Regions from separate parts of the Mus musculus genome. Here all the other regions are linked to region 2. A link is a contact called in public promoter capture Hi-C data. All regions are on one chromosome and are shown on one strand. The core of a region is the stretch at or near the end of the contact, and the rest is flanking DNA. Distances in the headings are between cores, read along the strand shown. Region 1 holds the start of Ddx51 (DEAD box helicase 51). Region 2 holds the start of Gak (cyclin G associated kinase). Region 3 holds the start of Pus1 (pseudouridine synthase 1).

Evidence for each region. Promoter capture Hi-C pulls out the DNA fragments that hold promoters and counts their contacts. Capture Hi-C pulls out chosen DNA fragments and counts their contacts.
Region 1: a contact with region 2 is called in a promoter capture Hi-C map of pre-B cells, with 6 times the contacts expected there. The contact joins the promoter of Ddx51 here to the promoter of Gak in region 2. A contact is called at or near these places in 3 of 39 promoter capture datasets (the C10 cell line, cranial neural crest and pre-B cells) and 1 of 9 other capture datasets (liver).
Region 3: a contact with region 2 is called in a promoter capture Hi-C map of liver, with 2.5 times the contacts expected there. The contact joins the promoter of Pus1 here to the promoter of Gak in region 2. A contact is called at or near these places in 2 of 39 promoter capture datasets (liver and pre-B cells), 1 of 484 Hi-C or Micro-C datasets (B cells) and 1 of 9 other capture datasets (liver).

The regions. Positions count from the first base shown.
Region 1 is chr5:110,652,124-110,654,823 of GRCm38.p6, reverse strand. Ddx51 (DEAD box helicase 51) reads right to left here and starts at 1,373. Exons shown (of 15, transcript NM_027156.3): 1 at 1,036-1,373; 2 at 813-946; 3 at 206-356. The coding sequence starts at 1,336. It overlaps Noc4l (NOC4 like), which reads left to right and starts at 1,442. Exons shown (of 15, transcript NM_153570.2): 1 at 1,442-1,601; 2 at 1,693-1,813; 3 at 2,405-2,511. The coding sequence starts at 1,485.
Region 2 is chr5:108,628,462-108,631,161 of GRCm38.p6, reverse strand. Gak (cyclin G associated kinase) reads left to right here and starts at 1,385. Exons shown (of 28, transcript NM_153569.2): 1 at 1,385-1,661. The coding sequence starts at 1,517. It overlaps Tmem175 (transmembrane protein 175), which reads right to left and starts at 1,352. Exons shown (of 11, transcript NM_001163532.1): 1 at 1,262-1,352.
Region 3 is chr5:110,779,153-110,781,852 of GRCm38.p6, reverse strand. Pus1 (pseudouridine synthase 1) reads left to right here and starts at 1,257. Exons shown (of 6, transcript NM_019700.4): 1 at 1,257-1,613; 2 at 1,956-2,166. The coding sequence starts at 1,534. It overlaps Gm26515 (a long non-coding RNA gene), which reads right to left and starts at 1,960. Exons shown (of 2, transcript XR_389515.4): 1 at 1,698-1,960; 2 at 789-1,347. It overlaps Gm15559 (predicted gene 15559), which reads right to left. Exons shown (of 2, transcript NR_152254.1): 2 at 2,593-2,700.

The DNA of each region.
Region 1 (2,700 bases), core at 124-2,623, 2.0 Mb before region 2:
ATACCATTTCACCCAGGAATTCTCCCGGACAAAGATGCCACCAGGGCTGGAAAATTGTCAAGGACCTGAACCCAAGAATATGGAAGCTCGCTGATCTGATGTGTAGTGGGGACCCCTAAACCACAACCCTGACACTACAGCTCTAACAGCCCAGGGAAAGCTGCCTCGGGGAGTTCACCCCATCATTTGTCCAAGGCTTAGGCACCTGGAAAGTAGGAAGTGATGCCATTAGCTCTCAACTGCTTCTGCAGGTCAGGGTGAACCTCAGGGATGTCCTCAATGGGAGTGAGATCTTCGGTGACACTCTTTTTGACACAGCTTGGCTTAGCCAACCATGCTGGCAGGAAAGGCTGAACCTGAAAGCAAGAAGCAGCGCAAACGTCCCCCAGAAGGCTCCAGGCTTGTGGAGTCATTAGAAACCAGGAACTACAACATTAAGAGACCCTAACCAGTCTTTCTTCAACCCTTCACCACCTCCCACTCTGGCAACCTTTGGACAAGACACCCGGACCAGCAGACACCCTATCCTAGTGCACTAAACACAATCTGGATACTTTGCCTATAAGCCTACCAACCCAGCAAACTGTCTTCATGCACCAAGAAATGTTGCTTTCAACAGGGACAGCAAGGCACGCCACGGGGCTTATCCCAAAAGTTCTTATCCGTCTGGATTTCAGTTTCAAGAGTGTCCCATGCATACCTCCCACTTTCAGTAGTTAAGGTCACGTAACAAAACGAAATCCCCCCCACCCCCCGGCTAAGAACTGAAGAGTCCCGGGAGGACAAAAAGAACCGCGCACAGGCTCACTCACCTTCGGCGTCTTTCTTCTTGCAAAGTCCCCCAGCACCCGGCCTGGAGCCGGGGGTCTCTGGACATCCTCCTGAGGGTTCGCACCCGGGTCCTCTGCGCCGGCACTGAGCTCCTCCGGAGCCTCCTCACCTCTCCCTGAGCGACACAGCACAACGTAGGGGGATGTCAACCCAGCAGCACAGAGAGCCTCCATGCCCCGTCCACACTGCGCACTCACGGCCCACCTGCGTCCACGTCCTTGTCCGCTTTCCGCCGCTTCGCCCTAGGAGCCTCCGAGTTCGGAGTCGCCGAGCCGCTCACCCGACGCCGCCGTCGGGGCCGCCGTCGCCGCTTGCCTGCTGCTGCCGCTTCCCCTTCCCCGGCCGTTCCTGTGGTCTCGAGCTCCGGCTCCCGCTGCTGTCGCTCACGGGCTCTGTTCTGCAGCCGCTCGAGCAGCACTCGAGCCCGGCTGCCCGCCTCTGCGTCCGTATCCCCCTGCCCCGCGGCCTCTGGGCCCGCGTACCGCGCTATGTGGAACAGCGCCATAGCTGCCCCACGCCGCGGTTCCTCTCCGGCGCTCTTTGATGACGTACGCCGCCCCGCGACCTAGAGGCTCGGGTGACGTCACGGGCGCGACTCCGCTCGGCGCACACTTCGGTTTCCAGGAACCGGGAGCAGCATCGGCGGCGGCGGCATGGAGCGGCACCCAGCTTCGGCGAGCTCCAGGCAAGAGCTCGGCCGCCTCCTGGAGGCAGTGCTGACGAGTCGTGGCCAAGCGAACGCGGTGTTCGACATCTTGGCTGTGCTTCAGGTGAGCCGCAGGGGCGGACCTGGGGGCGGCCAGGTCAGTGGGAGTCGCGACGGGGCCGAGCGTCACCTTGTCGGGGCCTCCCCGTGTTCAGTCCGAGGAGCCCGAGGAAATCGAGGAAGGAGTGCGCACGTGCAGCCGACTCTTCGGTACCTTGCTGGAGCGGGAAGAGCTGTTCGTGGGCTCGCTGCCGAGCGAAGACACGGCCCTGGCAGGTGGGTGACCTGGAGGGCGTGGGGTACTCTCCGCTAGGCAGTTCCGGTGGGACGCCTTGTCAACTTAGGATGCACCCCCGAGCCAGGGCCTTGTCATAGACCATGCGATCTGGGAGGACGACGCAGTCACTCATTGTAGCTCAGGAAGCGAGTTGAGATCCGTATACTTGCCAGGACTGCGTGAATCCGTATACGTAGCCGTTTTCACTCACTCACACACACACACACACTCTCTCTCTCTCTCTCTCTCTCTCTCTCACACACACACACACACACACACACACACACACACACACACACACACACACACACCCATGTTTTATTTGCGCCATTTCCGAGTTTGATACTGTCTCTGTCCTAGTGGGGAGACCCAGGTTCTGAGGCAAAGCGAGAGGAACTACATTTCAATACCCCCTTCCCAGTTTGCAGGGCTCAGAAATCGTCTTTCCCAAGCCCCGGTCTGGCATCTTAAATAGTTTACAGCTGTGAAGATGAGAAACAGCCGGAAGATTGGGGCTGAGTTTGGGACCTTGGTCAGGCTTGGCACACATAAATATGAGTGTGAGTTAGCTCTCCTAACTCTGTCCCCAGGGTCCCAGGGAGCCACATACAAATACAAGGTGTGGATAAGACATCGATACCACAGCTGCTGTAACCGCCTAGAGGAACTCCTGGCCCATCCCACCTTCCAGGTCAAGGTGAGTCTTGAAGCCCTTAGCCCAGCTTTTCCTCTCATCTCTAAAGTACTTCACAGCACAGGGGTAGAGGCCTTTGATGCGAGCATCTCTTCCTTCACTTGTCTGAGAGACTTCTACCTAGACATCTTTATTGCTGTTCTTTTCCACTGTGTGCTGTGAATCATCCGGACCTAAAGACATGGAGTCTGT
Region 2 (2,700 bases), core at 136-2,635:
AGTTTATGGTGTCAAGTTTCACTATACGCTGTAGTGAATTGTTCATGATGTTTCTCATGATGTTTTAGGTCTCTTGAAGGCTACCAAGCCTCCAATTCCCTACTTTTTCCTTTTGCTTTCAGATTTATTTTCCTTCTAAATAATGAGATCTGAAGCCACCAAAAAATAAAAAATCCCTTCAACTTCATTCCAGTAATAACATAAAGTTACCTGCAACTGCAAGCCGTAGCTACTTCCTCCTCCCTGCATCTTATAAGTGATTCTCTTATAGAAAGGTGCCATTTCTATACCAACACTACATATCCTCTATCTGGATGTGACTTGACTGTCCTACTATTCTGAGACAGTACTCCTCTCCACTATACTGGAAAGACTTCACTCTTTCCCATTGGCTTTAGGCTGCTCAAGTCTCCCATCTAAGATCATGTTAACACCACACTGCCCTTTCAGCTCCCACACTCTTCTTCACAAATCTCCTCAGTTACCTACAGGTACCATCTCTACTTCATCAGTTCTTTATTCCTCCAGGTGTTATCCAAAGCTTCCACTTCACCATTTCTAGGAAACTACTGTCTCACCTACCACGTACCTCACTGTATACTAATGATAATCTTTCATTTCTTTTCTACTTGACTTTTTAAAGAGCAGGTAGCGCCCCCCCCCCCCCCAAGGCGTATTTAATAGCATACAATCCTGGGACAGTTAAGATGTTGATTTGGGCTTAAGGATCCATTTTTCAGTCCAAAAGCACAAACTCTACCCAAGGCTCTGCAACTTCATATGGCTTCAGAAACCTCGGAGGTACAGAGACGAGTGGGGAATCCCATGACTTTGCCTCACCTGAGATGGACAGCTCTAAGTGTTTGACATCACACGGGATTCTGCGTCCAGTGCTGCCAGGTGACTTTTGTATACACGTTGTGAAGCTTTCTCCCGCCCCCTTTTAAAACTACGTTTTTCGGTCTTAATTCTAGCAACTAGTTCATCCTCCCCCAAACCTGTGTGGACCAAAACATAAGTGTCTGTGGCTCATAGGCTGGCTGCTTGTCTGCAAGATACCCTCCTCTCCTAAACCGGGCATTAGGGACACTTAGGGTGGGCTCCAGGCCTCGCTTTACCTTGAGGCGTCAGGCGCGAGCGGCGGGCTCTGGGGCGGTCCGCAGCGCGCGCCCAACGTCCCGCGACGCTCTAGCCACCTAGGCTGGACCTGGGCCAGCGGAAGCAACCAGATGAGGTTAGGGTCAGATGGCGACAGCCCTACCTCCGTGCCTCCTAGGAGCTTGAGGTCCGTAGGATCGCACCCTCTGCGCCTGCGCCTGCTGCTGCTGCTGGCTCTGCAGAAACACGCGCCCTTCCGCCTGCTGCGTCAGGGCGGGGCCGCAGCGTCGGGACGCAACTCGCTCTCTGATTTACGTCACGGCGCGGGCGGAAGATGGCCGGGTTGTTCGCCCGCAGCTGCTAACCCGGCAGTGCGGAGCTGGAGCCTGGCTCCCGCTGCCGCGGAGCGGCCGACGCCATGTCGCTGCTGCAGTCTGCGCTGGACTTCCTGGCGGGCCCTGGTTCTCTTGGCGGAGCTGCGGGCCGTGATCAGAGTGACTTCGTGGGGCAGACAGTGGAGCTGGGCGAGCTGCGTCTGCGGGTGCGGCGGGTCCTGGCCGAGGGTGAGGCGTAAGGCGTCGCCAGGCCGCGGGAGGCAGGAGCAGCCCAGGAGGGTCGCTGCTGGGGTGTGGTTCGAGTCAGGGCGCGTGACGGTCACCGCTTTAAGCAGGGGCAGCAAGGAGGATCGTGTCCAGGGTGTGAATCAAGTCTGAGACCTAGAGAGTCACGACTGAGGTGTGGGTCAGATCAGGGCCGCAGGGAGTCATCTCTCCGGGCAGGGTCTGCGGGAAAAGACACTGCTGGGATGTAAATCAGGCCATCGCTATGAAGGGCCACTGCTGGGGTGTGAATCAGGTCGGAGAAGGGTCTTGCCAGGAAGAGAGACCACAGGGGCTTGTGGGTTAAGGCCTTTGGTGGTGATTGCAGAGGATAGACTGCTTCGGGTTGCACACTTACTTCCTGGTGGGTAGAGTTAGTAGTACAAGGGTCATGCTAGCAGGTGGTTATCCAGTAAAGGAGGCTTGGGTCTGGAAGGACCACCTCTGCTTAGGGTCAAAGCTGTATCTGGGGCATATACAGAAAGATTCAAAGGTGGAGTCAGGTCAGAAGGTGAGCACAGTCACTCTGGGGTCATAAGCTGTTATTCATTGTATCATATCCAGCGTTGTTGTTGCATCCCGAGGACTGTCTTGAGATGGCAGTGTTTGTGCTGCTGAGTTCTGGGGCCTGTAGAGTCTTCCCTTGCTTGATGAGGTAGAGGATAGACTGGGGCCCTACAGTCTTGTTTTCTTTTATAGCCTAAGTGCCTCACCTATTGAGTTTTTTCTGTAGTGACCTCGTATAAGGTACAGGAAACAGAGCCCGTAGCTGTAACCTTTAAGAACCTTGCTTGAGCCGGGCGTGGTGGCACCCGCCTTTAATCCCAGCACTGGGGAGGCAGAGGCAGGCGGATTTCTGAGTTCAAGTCCAGCCTGGTCTACAGAGAGAGTTCCAGGACAGCCAGGGCAATACAGAGAAACCCTGTCTCGAAAAACAAACAAACAAAAAGAACCTTGTTTGATAGACAGTTCCATAGTTCTGTGTCTTGAGGTCAGTCTGAGT
Region 3 (2,700 bases), core at 8-2,507, 2.2 Mb before region 2:
AGACCCATAAGGCTACTGATTCCTGGTTTTGTTTCTACTACTTTCTGTTACCAGACATCCCTGTGGTTTCCCTAACTGTAGACTCCAGAAGTGTCAATGCTGGCCCCTATTACTCTACCTATAGGAAGGAGCAGGTTCTGAGCTAGGTTGGCCACACTGTGGCACACTGCTGCCCCTGGGCCTTTGCACTGGTCCCTAGTCCCCTTGGATTATGTTTTTCCCCCTGCATACACATGAGGCTCCCTATCCCATTTCAAGCTGTGGTCACCTCAAGTCATGGTCCTCAGAAGTGTCCAGCCCAGTTCCCCAAGTCTCCGTGTGTGGCTTTAAACCTAATGAAGCCAAGAGTCTGAGCAGGGGAGTATCCCGGGTCAGCCAGATGGGTGTAGGAAGGACGAGCGGCTGCAAGGATGGAAGCAGGGATTGGCAAAACTCCTCATCTCTGGAAGAGTGACAAAGGTACATACATTCTCAAAGGTGAGAATGCTCAGGGTGAATCAGACAGCCTGAAAATGGGGGGAATGAAGTCACAGAGAAGGAACTGGGGCTTAGGTGCCCATGGCTGCATGTCCAGGTTTCATGTTGTTTGTGCATCACTCTTTGGCAAAATTAGAAAAATAAGAGTAACGTGTGAAGTCAGATGTGGTGACTCACATTTGTAATCCCAGCTCTTGGGAGGCTGAGGCTGGAGGGTTGCCAAAAGTTGGAGGACAGGAGCTGTGTATGGTGGTACACACCTTTAATCCCAGCATCTGGGAGGATATATACGAGAGAGATTTCCAGGCGGGTCAGGGCTACATAATGAGAAGGTTTTATGTCATTAAACACAACAGCGTCCGGAAATTGGAGCAGCTTCTGGAAATAACAAATGCTGGGAAACTTGATGGTCCACACACCACAAAGCCAGTGGTGTAACTGCGAGAGCATCTGTGACCTCCCAATGCCAGGGTTGGTGCCATGGGCCAGGCAAGGGCCTGCTCAGTAGCACTGAGTCGGTGCTGGGACTATCTATGCATCTGCAGTTATTACCTGCTGAGTGGCTCCCTGGTGCATTCCTAACCTGCACATTTTAATGAGGTTGTTTCACTTTTCAAGCCACGCCGACGTAGAGCCTTTCCCCTCTCTGGAAAACGGCATCTAGACTGGCTTGGATCCTGGTGGGAAGCCCCACCCACTGGGTCCACCCCGCTAGGCGCGTCCCAGAAAGACTTTTGTCCGCCTTCGGCCGCCTTCCAACGTTGCCCGCTTCCGCCTTCGTGCACGTGGTCAGCTTCGGGGGTTCCGCGGCGCCGTGAGTGGGTCCGGCGGGACTTTCCTCCCTCCTCGAGCGCGCCGGCTGCGCGATCTCTAAGGACGGGGTGGTGGTGTTGGATGGGGGTGGGCAGGGGCTGCGGGGGTCACAGGTCAGCCTAGGATCTGGGGCGCCGCAGGGTCAGAGCCAAGACATCTGGAAGACAGGGCAGGGATTTCGGGGCTGCAGAGTTCGGAGGGGATCGCTGAGGTCCGGGGTCGGTGCCCGCCACCCCGCAGCGCATGGGCTTCCCCCGCCTGTGGGCCGCACTGCTGAGAAACTGGGGACGGTGGACGGCGCGCCCAGGCCCGCGCGTGCCCGGGTAAAGACTTCCGCGACCTCTGTACTGAGACCTCTGTACTGAGAACCCAAGACTGTCCTGAGCTGTCTGCCTCTCCTTGCTTACCTGTGTCTTGTTTCCATCGCTGCCTTGTACTGCCCCGCCAGAGCACTGCCTCCCTGTGTGTCCAGTTCAAACTCCGCCCGAGTTGCCGCTGTTGTCCAACCTCAGTCACTCTTGTCATTGATGAACCAGGCTGGTTGGTTTGTCTTTGGGCAAGGTCTTTCAGAGACCGCTGAGGCAGGCAGAGCAGGGTTCTGTTTTTTTTTTTTTTTTTTTTAAACCGCTTTTACCACCTTGGTCACTCATGCCTGTTTTTCTCAGCCTGCCGCCTATGGCTGGAAACAAGGTGCCACCAGCGCTGGCCTCACACCAACCGGACAGGAAGGGCCGAGGTGGCTGGGTCTGGGAGGAGACGGAGCATCCTGCAAAGAGGGTCAAGGGCGGCGAGGATGAAGAGCCCCCACGCAAGCTGCCAAAGCGAAAAATTGTGCTGCTCATGGCCTACTCGGGCAAGGGCTACCACGGCATGCAGGTGAGGAGGGCTGCGGCTAGAAGCCCCTACCTGAGGCAGCCCTTGGTTCCCTGATGCTACTCAGAGCCAGGCCCATCCCAGGAAACAGTAAAAAAAAAAACAAAAACAAGCAAAACAAAAACCAAAAATCCACAGAATCCTCCGTAAGAGGTTTGGGTGGTTTTCTTCCACTATGGGAGCTGATTCACATGTGACCTTGGGAGCAGTGAGTCTTCATTGTTAGGGTGCTGCCTGCACAGTACCTGGGGAACTGTGTGACATGGGCAGATTTACTGAATGTGGGGACCAGATTGCTGCCAGGTGCTACCTGTTCAGCATCCTGAGGGGCCAGGGGCAAGCTAGGTTCTCTCTCTTATGAAAGCATCCTTCCCACCCCCAGTGTGGGTAGAATCTTGTTCATTCTTGTCACCTCTGCTGTTGACATTTCCTTTTAAAAAAAAAATTGGATATTTTATTTACATTTCAAATGTTATCCCCTTTCCCTGTTTTCCCCACTCCCGGAAACCCCTATCCCATCCCCCCTGCTTCTATGAG